Regions from separate parts of the Cyprinus carpio genome. Here region 1 is linked to region 2. The links are chromatin contacts, called in public Hi-C maps. All regions are on one chromosome and are shown on one strand. Each heading gives the region's core, a stretch centred on a gene start, on an enhancer-like site or on the middle of the called end of the contact. The rest is flanking DNA. Distances are from core to core; before and after follow the strand shown.

Region 1 (3,963 bases), core at 990-3,489, 85 kb after region 2:
CTTAAATTCAAGATGAAACTTCAACTTACCAGGTGGTTTAAGAAAATCGGTGGGATATCTTGAGTACGGGGGTGGGGGGGATTCTGGAGGAGAAGAGAGAGAGAGAGAGAGAGGCCGTGAGTGGAGATGTGGGCTGATGATAAGGCCTGGCATTCTCTGGGAAAAGTGTTTGTGTAGTGCTGAGGGTTACAGGCAGGACAGCTCTGATAAACACACGGCCGCCTGGCGCCAGACTCCACACACACACACACACACACGCGCACACACACACACACTGATCACTGCAAACTAACTTCACTGAACACTGGGGCCTCCGGCGGGTTTCACATGAACAACCACAGACTGGAGGTCCAGCTGAAAACTCTGTTGCATTTATCCACATGGAAACACAACATTCATCACTGTATAAGAAGAATCATTTTAATCTGAGCTCATACCAAGACACTTATTTGATGAAACTAGCAAACAGCCCACATATGATGAATGTAAGAATGTGCATTATCTGTCAAAAAGATTAATTGTATTTATCTTTATACATAATATAGAGAGGTTATATATGAAGGGCTTATTTGCAAAGACAGATAACTCCGTTTTTATTAATTTTCATAAATCATGTTTTTTATATTTTGTAGTTATTATTATTTAATCACAACAACCCAGCTGCAGTTTAAATTGATATCAACTGGAATGCAGGATTAAAAAAAAAAAAAAACATGATTTTTGAAAACGAAGTTATCTATTTTTGCAAATGAACTATTCATATATAACAGAATAAAATGCGAATTCCTAACAATCAAACTCTTGATGACAATTTTAATGTTACTAAATATAAATTACTTATCTTTTTTTCTCTATTCTATTCCATTCTATTCTATTATGATCTTCTGCACATGAAAGCCAAAATAATGTTTAGTGGAAACCTTTTCTCTATTAGCCTACTAAACACACACACAAACATACATACATGCATATATAAATATATATATAAACATGATATGTGTTATGATAGTACCACATAAGCACTATATGAAACATTTACAACAACCAGAATAATTTTAGTTCAAATCCGCTACATTATTCTGTTCTATTCCATTCTAGGCTGTAATTTTTAAACGAGCACTCAGTATAGAGAAGGCAGAATAAGCCTCTAATGTGTTTTCTAACTCGCGTTCCCGAGTTAGCACACTGTTTCTGAAAGCAGCTCTAGAGTTTGTGAAGGGATCTCTCAGTCTGCTCATATGATGCGGGTTGTGGTAATCGAGCTCCGGGTTGATTTTCCCGTAAGATTCACAGCAAGAGAGTCTCTTTAATTCCGAGGAATGCCGGAGGTCCGGCCACCGGAACACCTTGTAGAGCAGCAGCGGCAGCGGGAACGACTGCTGACCCAGTCTGGCGTCCGCTTTCCCCGGCAGGAGGAGGCAGGGGCTCCGCGCCCCGCCGCGGGACTCCACCGCCTGCAGGAGCACCTCCAGCTGCTTCTCCTTGATCTTCTTCAGGATCGAGTACGTCAGCGCCTTCAGTTCGGCCTCGGTGCCGGGGTTAGGCTTACTGGCGCCCGGTTTCCCGAGGCAGCAGCCCGCGGCGCCGCCGGTGTCCGCGTCTCCGTCGCCCTCCGCGGGCGCACGGCTCCTCCAGAGTCGCCTGACGAGCCCCGATCGTTTGGTCCTGAACATGCGGGACGACAAGAGGGTTCCCCGGCTACAAAACGGCCATTTTGTCCGCAAGTCATGAAGATCCGGAGGTCCGAATCCACAGGCGCAGAGCAGACGGCGGAGAAACGGCGAGCAGGAGAAGCGGACGCGATCCGTTTCATACGCCAGACTTTACTATTTCACCTCACGGAATCCAAAAGGGAAAAGCTGAAACGACTGTCTGGGTTTGCTGGAAACGATCTCGGATCTGATGTCAGTGCGCAATCATCGGAACCGATCCGCGAGAGACGAGTTCGGTCGTAATCCACAGCGATCGCTCGGCTCGGGGATGATTAATCTGCCGTTTACTTCGTTTGACATCAAATCTGCAGCTCGGATCGGACTGACAAAAGCCGTTAAATCCACATCAGACCCCGCTGAAGAAAACCTCTCACGACAATTCGCACGGTACGATAATACAACGCTCGAAATATCCACAAATATCCGTCTCCAGAGCGCACACGCGGGACGTTTCCGAGTCGATGAAGAACTGAAGGACTGAGCGCGAGCTGAAGATCAGACGCCTGTCTCTCTCTCTCTGTGTGTGTGTGTGTGTGTGTGTGTGTGTGTGTGTGTCCGCGTCTCTCATTGGCGCGTCGGGGGTCATGTGATTGTCTAGACACCCTGTCGCTTTAAAAAAAGAAAAAAAAAGAAGACCAGGCAGGAAAAAGTGATTGTGTTGCGCAAACATAAAACAAAGTAACATGTACCCTCAGACTGACACATGGGACGCGGATTTTATAAAGTTACTGCGTAACAGATACAATAAGAGTGTGTTTGTGCTGGTTGTGTTGTTGTGCTATGAAGTCTCATTTAGGGAAACACACACGCACACACACACACACACACTGGCGCCAGGCGCGCAGGTAAATTCATATGAAGAATGAAACACACTCTGAAAATAAACACAAACTCAACAAATGGTTATGATGCAATCATGACATGTTTAGATGGAAACACATTTCTTGTAAGTAAATTGCGAAATTTGAATACAAATATGCTGTATTAACATAAAAAGAATAGGCCTACATATGCATATAATATACGTTATCTAAATTAGACTTTGGAACAAAAGAGTAAATTATTCTTCTTTTTGTAAATTGTTTTTATTTATAATATTACTTGTAAAATTATTTGATCGATTATATTAATTTTATTTGAGCTAATTATTATTTACTATTATTACTGTATATTTTATTATAATTAATAATTTATCAACAATTATTATTATTATTATTATAAAAAATATTATTTAATATTAATTATTATATTATGTAAATATATTAAAAGCATTTTTTTAATAAAAATATTTTATTAACATTAATATTCTTGTTATACACTATATGTACATTGTTTTTTATAATGTATGTGATATTTAGATGTTGGAAAAATACTTTAATTGTTTTAATAATAGCAACAATAATAATTATTATTGTATGGGCAGTGTTTGTAAACGAGTGAACATGTTACTGTCTGTATTTAAGAACTCATGAACTGCTGCCGCCTATTGGTGAGAAATATTTCACATTGTCAAAGTACACACACACACACACACACTTTTCTGAGGATGTGCAGGGTTTTGTTCTCTCACAGAGTGACGCTTCTGTCTCATGAACAGCTCGTCTGTCTGCTGTTCCTCTCAGACTCTGAACAGTTTTGCGGGGTTTTTAAGGAATGAAGGGGTCGCGACCTCTGATCAATGGCGCGCGCCGCGTGACAGACGGGATGCGTGCGCGCTCACAATGACTGTAGTGACGCAATCAGAGCTGCGTGCCTCTTTTCACAATGACGTCACGACGGGAACGCGAACCTGCCACGGTTCCACACAATGAATGAATAAAATAAGTGAAAGAAACAACTTCAGACTTCACGTCATTCCATAATAGACAGAGAGAGAGAGAGAGAGAGAGAGAGCATCACTACAGGGCATCAGAGAAGATGACGATGATGATGATTGGCTGCTGTTGTTCGTGGATGAAGATCTGCTGCGGTCACACCAGCACTAGTGTCTGTCTATCAATCTTTAATAAATACATTTTGGTTTTATTTAATTATTTTATATGATTTCTAATTCGTTTTTTATTTATATTTTGATTATTTATTTATATTTTTTTTTTATTTTTTTATTATTTTTTTAATATTATTTTTTTTTTTTTTTTTTATATATATTTTATTATATTTTATGAAAATTTTCAGTCCTTGATTTACTGTTATTTAAATAAATCTTTTATTGTTTTCTACTTATTTTTATTTATTTCCTTAATTTATCATG
Region 2 (3,636 bases), core at 553-3,052:
AGACCTCACTGACCACTTAAGTGTGTGTGTGTGTCAGGTGAGTGATTTTTGTAGCTGTATTGTTTGTCACCTGATACACAATATCCTGCCAGATTCACATGCCCTGTGGCACAGACACACACACACAATCTGAGTGTTTATATGCTGCTGTTCTGTTTGTTTGTTGTGTGTGTGTGTGTGTGTGTGTGTGTCTCAGTGTGAGCGGATGTTTCTGCGCACTGTAAACTTTTATTGTCTTTAATACAGAGCAGAAGGAAGTGATACACCGTGTGTGTGTGTTTTATCACGTTCACTCTTCCCATTATTCCCACAAAATAGGCATCGTTTCAAATAAGGTCAGAGTCAGTCTGTCTGTTTCCGTCTTGGACGTGTGTGTGTGTGTGTGTGTGTGTGTGTATTACTTAACTGTACTTTGACCCTGAAGTTAAATTGGTAACACTTTACAGTAAGATTAGCATTAGTTAATGCATTAATGCATTAGTTTATATATATTAACAGCATTTATTAATCTTCGTTAATGTTACCTTTGTAATATTTGTCAATGTATTAACTGATGTTGATGCACTTTTTGTTTTAAAAAAACTAATGTTGAAATTAACAGTAAGATTACAGAATACTGTAGAAGTATAGTTCATGGCTTGTTCATGTTAGCTAATGTATGTAGCTGATTGTGATGAATTAGAATGTTCCCGGTAGATCTGACTTAACCTTGCTTTTAAGTATAAGATGCACAAAGATTCAGAAGTCCTTTTTTTTTTAGTATTTGTTATAGTCTATAGTCATTATAATTTATGTAAACATTGCTGAAATCAATAGCATTAACTCATTTAAATAGTTTAAATGTATGTGTGTCTATATATATATATATATATATATATATATATATATATATATATATATATATATATATATAATATATATATATATATATATATTATTTATTTATTTTTTTTTATTTTTTTTTAACTAACAATTATTTCTGAAAAGATATCATGCTTCAACTTTCATTATTAAAACTGTTGTTTTGATAACAGACTAAAATGATTATTAAAACAGTAAATATAATTCTCTTTTAGAATTTGTGTAATAGGCATTATAATTTATATAAAAATAGTGTGTGTGTGTGTGTGTGTGTGTATTTTGGGTGAAAACACTGATTTCATGTTTTTTGCATAATATGTTTTGACTCATTCATATGCATCTCTATAGTGTGTTTGATCAGTGGTCTGTCTGCGATGGGTCAGATATTGTAGACGTGTCTAGTTACTGCGGAACAAAAGGCCTCCAGCGGGCCAGACACTGAGCGCCTGCTCCCCCGAGCTACGTGCGGCCCGACAGGAGCAGAGAGCGAGTGAGAGAGACCCCGGCAGATCTGACACAGAACAATGAGGAGGTCAGACATCCCTCCCTTTCCTGTGATTGTCAGTCACACACAGCTCCTACCTGCTCGCCCGCTCGCTCTCTCTGTCGTAACGCTGGAATGAGGAGGTCAGTGAGGGAATCTTGGATGCGGATTCGTCTGTTGGGAGTTGAGGAATTTGTGGGCGGATGCTTGTTGGCCGATTCAAGCGACTGTATGACGTGTCTTGTTACAAAACCCACCGCTTTAGAGATAAAATACAACTATTTTAAAGTGCATGTGTGCATGTGAGAGAGATATTCGGTGTCTTATCAGGAAATCACTAGCACTGCTATTTAGAGAGAGAGTTCAGAGTGTGTGCTTCAATCAGGTGTCTTCTTGTTTATTTACTAAGCAACTGCATAGCTACTCCCTGGTGACAAACCGGAACAGCATAGCAACTGCATAGCAACCGCCTGGTGACTTCATAGCAACTGCCTGGTTACAAACTATAGCAGCCTAGTAACCACATAGAAACTCCCTGTTGACCAATCAAAACAACCTAGTAACCACACAGCTTAGTAAATGAATAGCAACTGCCTAGTGACAAACCAGAATAGCCTAGCAACTGCCTGGTGACAAACCATATCAGTGACCACATAGCAACTCCTTGGTGACCAACCAAAACAATCTTGTAACCACTTAGCAACTGGAACAGCCTAGCAACTGAATAGCAACCGCTTGATGACCTCATAGCAACTCCCTGATTGCAAATGAGAACAGCCTAGTAGACTCATAGCAATTGCCTAGTGACAAATCAGAACAGCATAGCAACTGCCTGGTGTCACACCAGAACAGCCTAGCAACCGCAGAGCAACTCCCTGATGACCTATCAGAACAGCCTAGCAACTGCATAGCAGTGCCTTAGCAACCACTCTCAGCACAGTAGCAAAAGAATAGAAATGTGTTAGAAATCTAAAGTGTAAGGAGTGTGAGATCATGCGCTGACTCTTTACCTAATTGGGCCTGAGAGAGCCATGATGTCTATCCCATCATAAACGCTCAGAGACACGAACCCGTGTCACCCGGCAACCAGACCAACACACTCTCTGCAGACGCGTCCAAAGGAACGTAAAGCTCAGGCTGCTGTAAACAACACACGGGTCACTGCTGAACTCACTTCATACACAGATTGTGTGCTACACTCTTCATCTGGGGAGCCAAAGAATCCACACTGATATTAAACAAGAATTGACTTGGACTCTGCAGTAGCCAGAAAGTGTTTTTTATGAGTACTTTTTTTTTTTAGCCTTTGTTTTAGTGGTCAATAATTTTTCTCCAGGTGTCCAAAATCTGGAAATATCAGGGAATGTTAAAACTCTGATTCCCAGGCCTGTGAAAGTCATGGAAATTGAAGGGGACTTATAATGCGATTTCAAGTTTTCCTTTATCTTTGGAGTGTTACAAGCTGTTCATGCATGTATAAGATCCATAAAGTTGTAAAGACTAAAGTCTCAAAACCAAAGAGATATTTTTTATAAAAGTTAAGACTCGTCCACGCCTTCCTAAAACACTTCATTTAAACACGCCCCCACATGTCTACATCACACTGTTGGAAGATTTGCAAAACACCGCCCAGATTTTTACACAAAGAAATAAGGGGTAACTTTTATTCTTGCTGTAGTATTGTTGCCCCAATGTTGTGAAGAGGCTGTGTTTTTCTAAATATGTTAAAGAGCATAACATTTCCGTCACACGCTTGAGGTATTCGGCCAATCACAACCACTGGATAGCTGGCCAATCAGAGCACACCGTGCTTTTCAGAACTTTGTAAAGAACTTTTCAGAACTATTTTTTTTTTTTAAGCCTTGTAAACATTGATGCGTTTCAGAAAGGCGGGGCAGAGAGGAGCAACCATAATGTACGGTATGTGAAAAATAATGTGTTTTTTCCACATTATTTTCCACATAATGTACATCATTGTTTCTCCTCTGTGCCCCACCTTTCCGAAACGAGTCGATTTTTACAAAGCTCATAATTCTGAAAAGTGAGGTGTGCTCTGATTGGCCAGCTATCCAGTGTGTTGTGATTGGCCGAATGCCTCAAGCGTGTGACGGAAATGTTACGCCTCTTACCATACTGTGATGCGGTCTCCCAGTCCAGCTGCTCTGCTCGTGCACATCCCATCATCGCTTTCTTTTAACAGTTCAGTCAGTGTACTGTTAGGAGTAACTGAATAACTTGGGATATTGGTTTATTTCACGTCAGAGGGAGTGTCAGACACGTTTATAAGCCGA

Evidence for each region. Hi-C and Micro-C count contacts between places; a contact is called where the count stands out from the background.
Region 1: a Hi-C map of skeletal muscle shows a contact between it and region 2, with 3 times the contacts expected there. The contact joins the promoter of smad7 here to the enhancer-like site in region 2. A contact is called at or near these places in 2 of 8 Hi-C or Micro-C datasets (liver and skeletal muscle).

Annotation. Positions count from the first base shown.
Region 1 is chrB21:3,258,154-3,262,116 of ASM1834038v1, forward strand. smad7 (mothers against decapentaplegic homolog 7) reads right to left here and starts at 2,240. Exons shown (of 4, transcript XM_042747584.1): 1 at 1,222-2,240; 2 at 30-88. The coding sequence starts at 1,673.
Region 2 is chrB21:3,173,244-3,176,879 of ASM1834038v1, forward strand. The region is part of intron 7 of LOC109050620 (CBP80/20-dependent translation initiation factor-like); the gene reads left to right. Among protein-coding and RNA genes, the nearest start is that of LOC109050620, 23 kb to the left of the region's middle. Within about 2 kb of position 1,803, at least 1 of the 8 cell types and tissues checked has an H3K27ac peak or open chromatin away from gene starts, as enhancers often do. A contact at or near this core is called in skeletal muscle, where this site is marked.